Regions from separate parts of the Ovis aries genome. Here region 1 is linked to region 2. Evidence: chromatin contacts called from public Hi-C data. All regions are on one chromosome and are shown on one strand. Each heading gives the region's core, a stretch centred on a gene start, on an enhancer-like site or on the middle of the called end of the contact. The rest is flanking DNA. Distances are from core to core; before and after follow the strand shown. Region 1 overlaps PREP (prolyl endopeptidase). Region 2 overlaps PRDM1 (PR/SET domain 1).

The links. A called contact is a pair of places that touch in the nucleus more often than the background predicts.
Region 1: a Hi-C map of hypothalamus shows a contact between it and region 2, with 3 times the contacts expected there. The contact joins two enhancer-like sites. A contact is called at or near these places in 5 of 16 Hi-C or Micro-C datasets (hypothalamus, muscle, omental adipose tissue and 1 more).

Annotation. Positions count from the first base shown.
Region 1 is chr8:31,772,146-31,776,030 of ARS-UI_Ramb_v3.0, reverse strand. It overlaps PREP (prolyl endopeptidase), which reads right to left. Exons shown (of 20, transcript XM_060419550.1): 4 at 884-954. Among named protein-coding and RNA genes, the nearest start is that of PREP, 360 kb to the right of the region's middle. Within about 2 kb of position 1,375, at least 6 of the 54 cell types and tissues checked have an H3K27ac peak or open chromatin away from gene starts, as enhancers often do. A contact at or near this core is called in hypothalamus, where this site is marked.
Region 2 is chr8:31,125,508-31,129,383 of ARS-UI_Ramb_v3.0, reverse strand. PRDM1 (PR/SET domain 1) reads left to right here. Exons shown (of 7, transcript XM_004011238.5): 5 at 1,644-2,764; 6 at 3,206-3,334; 7 at 3,680-3,876. Among named protein-coding and RNA genes, the nearest start is that of PRDM1, 18 kb to the left of the region's middle. Within about 2 kb of position 1,798, at least 12 of the 54 cell types and tissues checked have an H3K27ac peak or open chromatin away from gene starts, as enhancers often do. A contact at or near this core is called in hypothalamus, where this site is marked.

The sequences.
Region 1 (3,885 bases), core at 126-2,625, 650 kb before region 2:
GAACAGAATTTTATGAAGGCTAAGGTCACTCTGAAGGGCATCCATTAAAATATGACTGTTTTTGTGGAAGGGCAGATAGCTGAACAGTGATGTTCCTTATTCTTCTTTTGGCTTATGGACACCTTTGAGAATCAGTAAAGGCTATAAAATCCAGAGAACACACGCACATGGACACACACACACAAAGAAGTTGCATATCCTGTTAGGGAGTTCCATGAAATCCCTAAAGCTTGTCCACAAACCTCTGTTGCACAGACTACACTCTGATTGATGAATTCATCTCACATTTTTATAACCTTTCAGGGTTGCCTGCATTTTATTAGTACTTTTTGGTAAGGGAGCCAAAACTCCTTTACACGTCAACACAAAAATAAGATTCCTTGAAATGGAGAGGTAACAAACAAAACTAAAAACCGGACAACACCAAAGATTCAACTCCCATCCTTTCCTTCCCTTTGCGCCTCCACCCTCTCTTCTCCCCTCCCCATCCCCCACCCTAGTGTGGACACATTCTTATCTGTTCTCTTCTGAACTAGTGTGACACAACCGTAACTCATTTTATTTGTGAAACCAGGTCTTTTTCCTCCTATGTATGCAATTTTGTGTCACAGAGTATCTTCCCCTTTCTTTTGAAAAGACGTCTTCAAGAAGAATAAGTTCTGAACCCAAGAAATATTTTCCTTTCTCAAGTTAGCTATAGATACAGTGCATTGAGTCATTTCAAATGTTGAGATTGTACATGTTTTCATCAGTACCAGTTTGCCCTTTACCCCCTGAAAAGCTAAGTCTAAACCAGTTTCACACCTCTCTTTCCTTTTCACACCTTATCCTTATCTCCACCCCCCCAAAAGAGCAGCATCTGTAAGACCCTATGGACTCTTACCTGTGGGAAGACCAGTGGTTGTCTTAGTTTCTCTTTAAGTGCAGTTTTCCAGTTTTCCACTAGTTGGGGCTCTGTACAAAGGAAAGGGAAAAAAGGGCCTCCAGAATCATTCATTAATACTAACAAAACATTTTATATGATATCTCTAAACTACTATCCGAGTCTCTGGAAAGATGCTCACTAATTTTATTGTTGTCACAATATATTGGTCATGAAGTTGTGTTAATATATTGTCGGATGAGTTGTGCTTGCCTTGCTTACTTTAGTTAGAGAAGGCTAAACTAATTTACTGCTTTCGGTGTGATTTGCAGGAATCCAGTTCACCCAGGGCAAAAACTATTACAAAATGTGAATTATGAAGTCCATAACATTTGGAACATTGGGTTCCTAAGGAGCAAGATCATCTTCTTTGTAAGTTTTTTCTAGGACAGGGAAGTAACCACTCATCTTTTAACCCGCATGGTGCAAAGTCTGGCACAAATTAGACCCTTAATAAAAGTGGTCTGATTTCTGCCTGTGCCTGAGAACCAGAGTTTGGATAACATTATGTAGCATCAGTTCTCTGGGAAGACCTTTAGAAAACTCTCTTGGTCTGTGCTAACGCTAGGTTTGTCGCTCTCAATCAGTTTTTTTAATTACTTTGTGTCAGGTTGAAAGATTACCTTGGGTAGTCACATACAATCAAGGTCTCCCAGCACTTTGCTTACACTTGCGTTTTGTTTTAGGTTTGTTTATCCTGTCTCTCTCCACCTCCCCGGAGATCCTTTGGCAAATCTGATAAACAATGCTTTTTTTCTTGCTCAAGGCAGAAAGTCCGATCGAATACAATGGGAGGCCAGACTTGGCTGCAAAGCAGGCTGCAGGTGTGCTGGCATTGTGGTCATCTAAACCAGATGCTGGGAGCTGAAGCACCTGCTTCCCTTCTCTGTCTACACTCCAGAGACCACCGCTTCTGGGTAACAGAGGCCAGAGAACCAGGCTGAAGAAAAGGATGAAAATACCACAGCATCCTCTTAACAGATCAAATGAGTTGCCCTAGAAATAGCTTCATGAAATTCTCCCTCTAAGTCCTCAAACACATACAGCCTGTGCCTCTCTAATCTGACAGCAGCATCCTCTCAACACACAGACTTGACAACAACATTTACTAGAAACAGACACTCGGCGGCAACTTAATTTTTCTCTGGATTATAGTATCTAGAGAGACAAGGCTGGCCACGGACAAGAAGGTGATGATTTTTATGGTTCTGATAACACGATCCCAAAAGCCTTGCACAGCCTCAGATTTAATGAACATTTTTATAAGTGCCATCAATTTCTGAATAGTCCAGAAAGAACATTTAATTTTCTATCTTGAATATGGATCATCAGATAAGAGATCAGGGAGAAACTGGTCCTTGTGGGGATGTGACTCTGCTCTGACACTTGTTGCCTGAGAGACTGGCTCTGATATTTTTATTAAGCTGATTCTAAGTTATATTATTTCAGTTCTAAATATTAGTAATAAATTGGCCACAGGCATGTGTATTCAAATCCTTAGTAGGAAACCTGTATGGGTTACGTTTCTTCCTGCTGTTAATATTTTTATTTCCAATTACAGTGTTACTTATTGTCATGCATGAATGCCCTTTTGGGTCAGAGTTCCCACTGTGTGTTTATACAGAGGGATCTATTTTCTTTGTGTATCTTTGTACTGTGTTCCTAGGAGTCAATGGAGAAAGCTTTTGCATTGAAGAATGAAACCCTGCAGCCACACCACTCTGGAGGATCCCCTGCAAAAACACACAGTGAGGGGGCCAGGGCCTTGGTGTGGAGGAGAGGCAGGTACCGGGCCTGTGTCCTTCTCAGCTTCACTAGCTCCTCCATCCAAGAGAAATCTGTTCCTTGTCTGTGAGCTCTTACTGACTTCATCACTTAAGGAAGCCCGTTACACTTGTTCCTTACAGCTCTGTAATAAACGGATATATATTTGTTGCTGCCTGTCCAGACCAAGTTTACAAGGGAGAAAAATTTCTGAAATGACAAGCCCAGTTTGTGGACATGAGAGGAGAGAGAGGAGTGGCAGGATGGGAAAAGGTGACAAATCAGAGCAAACGAGTGGAGTCGATCTGAAAAAAAGGGATGCGTGGTGTTTAGTAAGAATTTTTTGAAATCACCCAAAGGGTTGACAGCATGTTTCCAAAAAATAAATTAAAAAATAAAGAGACTCATTCTCTTCATCTCATGCCCACATTCTTCTCGGTCAAAGCCTCATTAAAAGAGGCACCCAGACAACTAAGGAAAGAGAGAGGGTGGATCTGGAAGCGAGAAAGAGAACCCTGGATCCTAGAGGTACTCTGATCTGCAGATGTGCCTCTCAGTGGAGTTTGGAATTCACTGGGGGGCGGCTAATGGGGTGGAGGGGGCTGCTGAGATGGAGCTGAATATGGAAATGGAGATTAGATAAACAGTCTATTCTTCAATATCACGGCAACTGTTTTCACTTATCTGCGTGACTCTTTCTTTTGTGCCTCTTAATTTGTCCTTGAAGTTCTGTATCTAATCATTAGCTGAGCAACCAATAATTCTCCCTCAGTCCCCCACCCCTTTTTACAACCAACTTTAATCTTTCGACTCAGTGAAAAACATGTTTCCCCTATCATAACTGGTTTAACAAAAATTCTCTTTTAAGTTTAGATTGCTCAGATACAATGGCTTTCCTGCAGCTTCATGCTAGGGAAAGGAATTTACATTAGAAAAGAGAGATTTATGATAGCGTTGAATTTCCATTTGAATATGGATAGTTAACAGCATGCATATGTTTTTTTTTATTATTATTATTTTAAGGTTTAAGCCGTGCCATAGGCAAAAAGAAAGCTGGAGACTGCAGGGCTGGCAGGACTCAATGAATAATTTAGTCTGGATTTCATTCACAAACAGCAGCCCAGTCCTAGGGAAAGGACCGGTGCTTTTCCCTGGATCGGAACTGGAGTAAGTGCCAGGATTTCCTGATTTGTTTACAT
Region 2 (3,876 bases), core at 549-3,048:
TTAAACCTGAGCCTATATGGTTGCCTCCAAATCATTCTTTTTTTGCCTCAAAATTCCCTCCTGTGGCTGTGAGATGCCTTGCCTATCAGCTTTCCAACTTAGTTGTCTCTCTTCTTTTACCATTTCAGCTTTAAAAAACAAAAGTGACAATTTGAACTTCCTGCCTGCTGAGCCTCACTGAAAGACTGATATTGGCCTGATAAGGGGGTATTTATTTTGGTTTCATGGCTTCAGAAATCCCTCTCCCTCAACAAGCTTTCCATCACTGCCCCCATCAGCATCTTCCCTGATAGTGTCTGGGCTGTGTTTATTCTGGGGCTTCGGGCTCACCCGGGAGTAACTGATAACAGCCAGCAGAGATAACATTCTGAGGGGGCTCTCAAACTGGAACCGAATCCCTCAAGCCTGTCAGCCTAGAGAATGGATTTGAAGAGTTCAGACTCTGGAGTCCACAGAGTTCATTTCTAGACCTATCAGGTATCAATCAAGCCTAGAGTTCTTCTCCATTAAATCAAGCAGGGACAACAAAATGATGCTTTTACGGAGGCTTAGCAAGGTCCCCCGAGCCTGCCTTCTTCTCAGGCTGAGGCCAAGAGCTCTCCTGCCTCTCATGGCATCTATACAAACCCACAGCTGATCCTTCATCTCTCCCTACACTGAGGGCAAGTGTGCAGGCTGGAGTGCCTACCAGCCAGTAACCAGAGCTCCAACCAAGCAGCTTGTATTTTACTTTTGGTTTCCAGGGAAGGCTGAGCAGGGAGTCGTCGGTTTTCCCAGCTCTGGCTGGTTGGTGTCTTCCCGAAAGCATCTTTCGTTCTGCGAGTTTGGAGGGAGCAGTGCTTGTGGCATGGCCTGGAGAACCTGTCGTAAACAGGCTCTGTTTAAGAACATTGCTGCTGTTCCTCAACAGTCTATTTACCGAGTAATAATATGCCATCTTTTGGAATAAGTGTGTTCATCTTCGCTGCCTGTTTTCTTTGGTGCTCTAAGTAATTGAACTGGCTCGGAAAGTGCCATTTGTGGTTTGGCAGCGATGACTAGCTAACACCTTGTGATTCCGGGGGACAGCATTACTGGGAGCCTGGTGAGACCCGGAGCCTCAGTGAAATTCTGGTGTTGTCAGCAAATCCAGAGGAAGGGTTCACATCACCTTGCTAATCGGTTTGACAGAGGCAGTTTGAAAAGGATTTTATCAAATTCGTATTAAACAAGAATGGAGGTGAAAATTGATGACTGCTTATTACTTGAAATGAGTCTTCATCTTTCACATCTGGTTCACAGGGTGTGCTGATTTCCTTTAGGTAAACTGTGACTTTTATTAACCTGTGACACCCCACACCCAGTATTTCATGGAGATACGCTCCTATTCTAGATTGAACAGGACTGTTCTATCATGAGGTTCCTACCAGTGGAAACAGTCATCCAAACGATGTTATTCATTCAACTGATGCCACCGGTGACCCGGTTTTGCTGAGGAGGAACTGGAGTGGCATGAGCCTTTGAGAATGAGTGGGTGTTGAGAAGCCAGGTGGCCCTCTTGGGGAAGCTGGGGCTCAGGTTTGCTCAAGGAGAGAGAAACCTGGGCAATGTCGCTTCAATTTTCTGTCTCCCTCTGCGTAATCATCACCCTTTCTTTATTTCAGCACAAACCCAGGGCCGTCCAAAGCAGCAGAGCACTGAGAAGCATGAACTGTGCCCCAAGAGTGTCCCGAAGAGAGAGTACAGCGTCAAAGAGATCCTGAAACTGGACTCCCGCCCTTCCAAAGGGAAGGACCTGCACCGCTCCAACATTTCACCCCTCACTTCCGAGAAGGACGCGGATGACTTCAGGAAAGACGGGAGCCCGGAGATGCCCTTCTACCCGCGCGTGGTGTACCCGATTCGCGCCCCGCTCCCGGAAGACTTTCTGAAAGCACCCCTGGGATGCTACGGGATGGAGCGGCCGCCCTACGTCACTCACTCCCCCATACCGTCCTCCGCGACGCCCAGCCCCTCGGCGCGCAGCAGCCCGGACCGGAGCCTGCAGAGCTGCAGCCCGCACAGCAGCCCCGGGAACACGGTGTCGCCGCTGGCCCCCGGCCCCCAGGAGGCCCGCGACTCCTACGCCTACTTGAATGCCCCCTACGGGGCCGCCTCCGAGGGGCTGGGCTCCTTCGCCGGCTACGGGCCGCCCACCCACCTGCCGCCCGCCTTCATCCCCTCCTACAATGCGCACTATCCCAAGTTCCTGCTGCCCCCTTACGGCATGAACTGCAACGGCCTGGGCGCTGCCGTGGGCAACATCAACAGCCTCAACAGCTTCGGCCTCTTCCCGAGGCTGTACCCGGTGTACAGCAGCCTCTTGGGCGGGGGCGGCCTGCCTCCCCCGATGCTGGCGCCCGCCTCGCTCCCCAGCTCGCTGCCCTCAGAGGGGGCGCGCCGCCTGCTGCAGCCCGAGCACCCCCGGGAGGTGCTGGTGCCCGCGCCGCACAGTGCCTTCTCCCTCCCCGGGGCGGCCGCCAGCCTGAAGGACAAGGCCTGCACCCCCACCAGCGGCTCCCCGACGGCCGGGACCGCCGCCACGGCCGAGCACGTGGTGCAGCCCAAAGCTACCTCAGCGGCCGCTGCGGCCCCCGGAGGCGAGGAGGCCGTGAATCTCATCAAGAACAAAAGAAACATGACTGGCTACAAGACGCTCCCCTACCCGCTGAAGAAGCAGAACGGCAAGATCAAGTATGAGTGCAACGTCTGCGCCAAGACTTTCGGGCAGCTCTCAAATCTGAAGGTAGGCCTGGCGTGGTCACCCCCTACCCCCACCCCCCACAACGCGCGGTCTGTCCCCGGGAGGACACACAGCGCGCCTGAGTACTTAAACCTTCTGCGGGTTGTAGATTGCGGTTTCTTCCCTGTAAGACCCAGGCATGGCATCGTCGGCCACGCAGCTTGGGACCCGTTACTTCCCCTCCCCCAAGTGTCTTCTGATTAATAAACATCTGAGGTTTGGGCTAGAGGATCAGTGTGGAGTCCCTGCCTAGCCTGTGACTTTTCTTTAGCTCAGACACGACAGAGTGTTCTGAAACTCACATTGGGGTTTGATTTGTTCTAAGACTTCACCTTGATGCTTAAGAGGTTTGCATCCTAAATGCCCTGAGTCTTTGAGCCGGGACATTCACTCTCACAGCCTGCAGAGTGGGAGCCAAGCTAAGGTGTTGTGGCTTCTTTCCAGGTCCACCTCAGAGTGCACAGTGGAGAACGACCTTTCAAATGCCAGACGTGCAACAAGGGCTTCACTCAGCTTGCCCATCTGCAGAAACACTACCTGGTACACACAGGAGAGAAGCCACATGAATGCCAGGTGGGCAGTGTTTTCTGGGTAGAACTTTCGATCTTTGCAGACAGTGTCTCAGCAGTCACCCTCCTGGTGTCCTAAACCAGCACAAGAATTCTGCCTTCCTTAGGCTGCTGATGAGATGAGACAGCCAGCTTCCACTGGGTGGACAATGGTCGGGGAGGGAAACACCACCCTGTGGGAGCGTCCCCACGTTGCCCGATTTGCCTAACGCTGCGGTGAGGGGCCACAGGGAGTTTTCTTTCCCCTCCCAGGTTGTCCTGTGTGGGTGGGCAGCTGGCACCTCCCCTTGGCAGCTCTTAACCTTCTGGTCTCCATCCTCCCTTCTCTGCCTCCCTCCCCACACTGCAGGTTTGCCACAAGCGATTTAGCAGCACCAGCAATCTCAAGACCCACCTGCGACTCCACTCCGGAGAGAAACCTTACCAGTGCAAGGTGTGTCCTGCCAAGTTCACCCAGTTTGTGCACCTGAAACTCCACAAGCGCCTACACACCCGGGAGCGGCCCCACAAGTGTGCCCACTGCCACAAGAGCTACATCCATTTCTG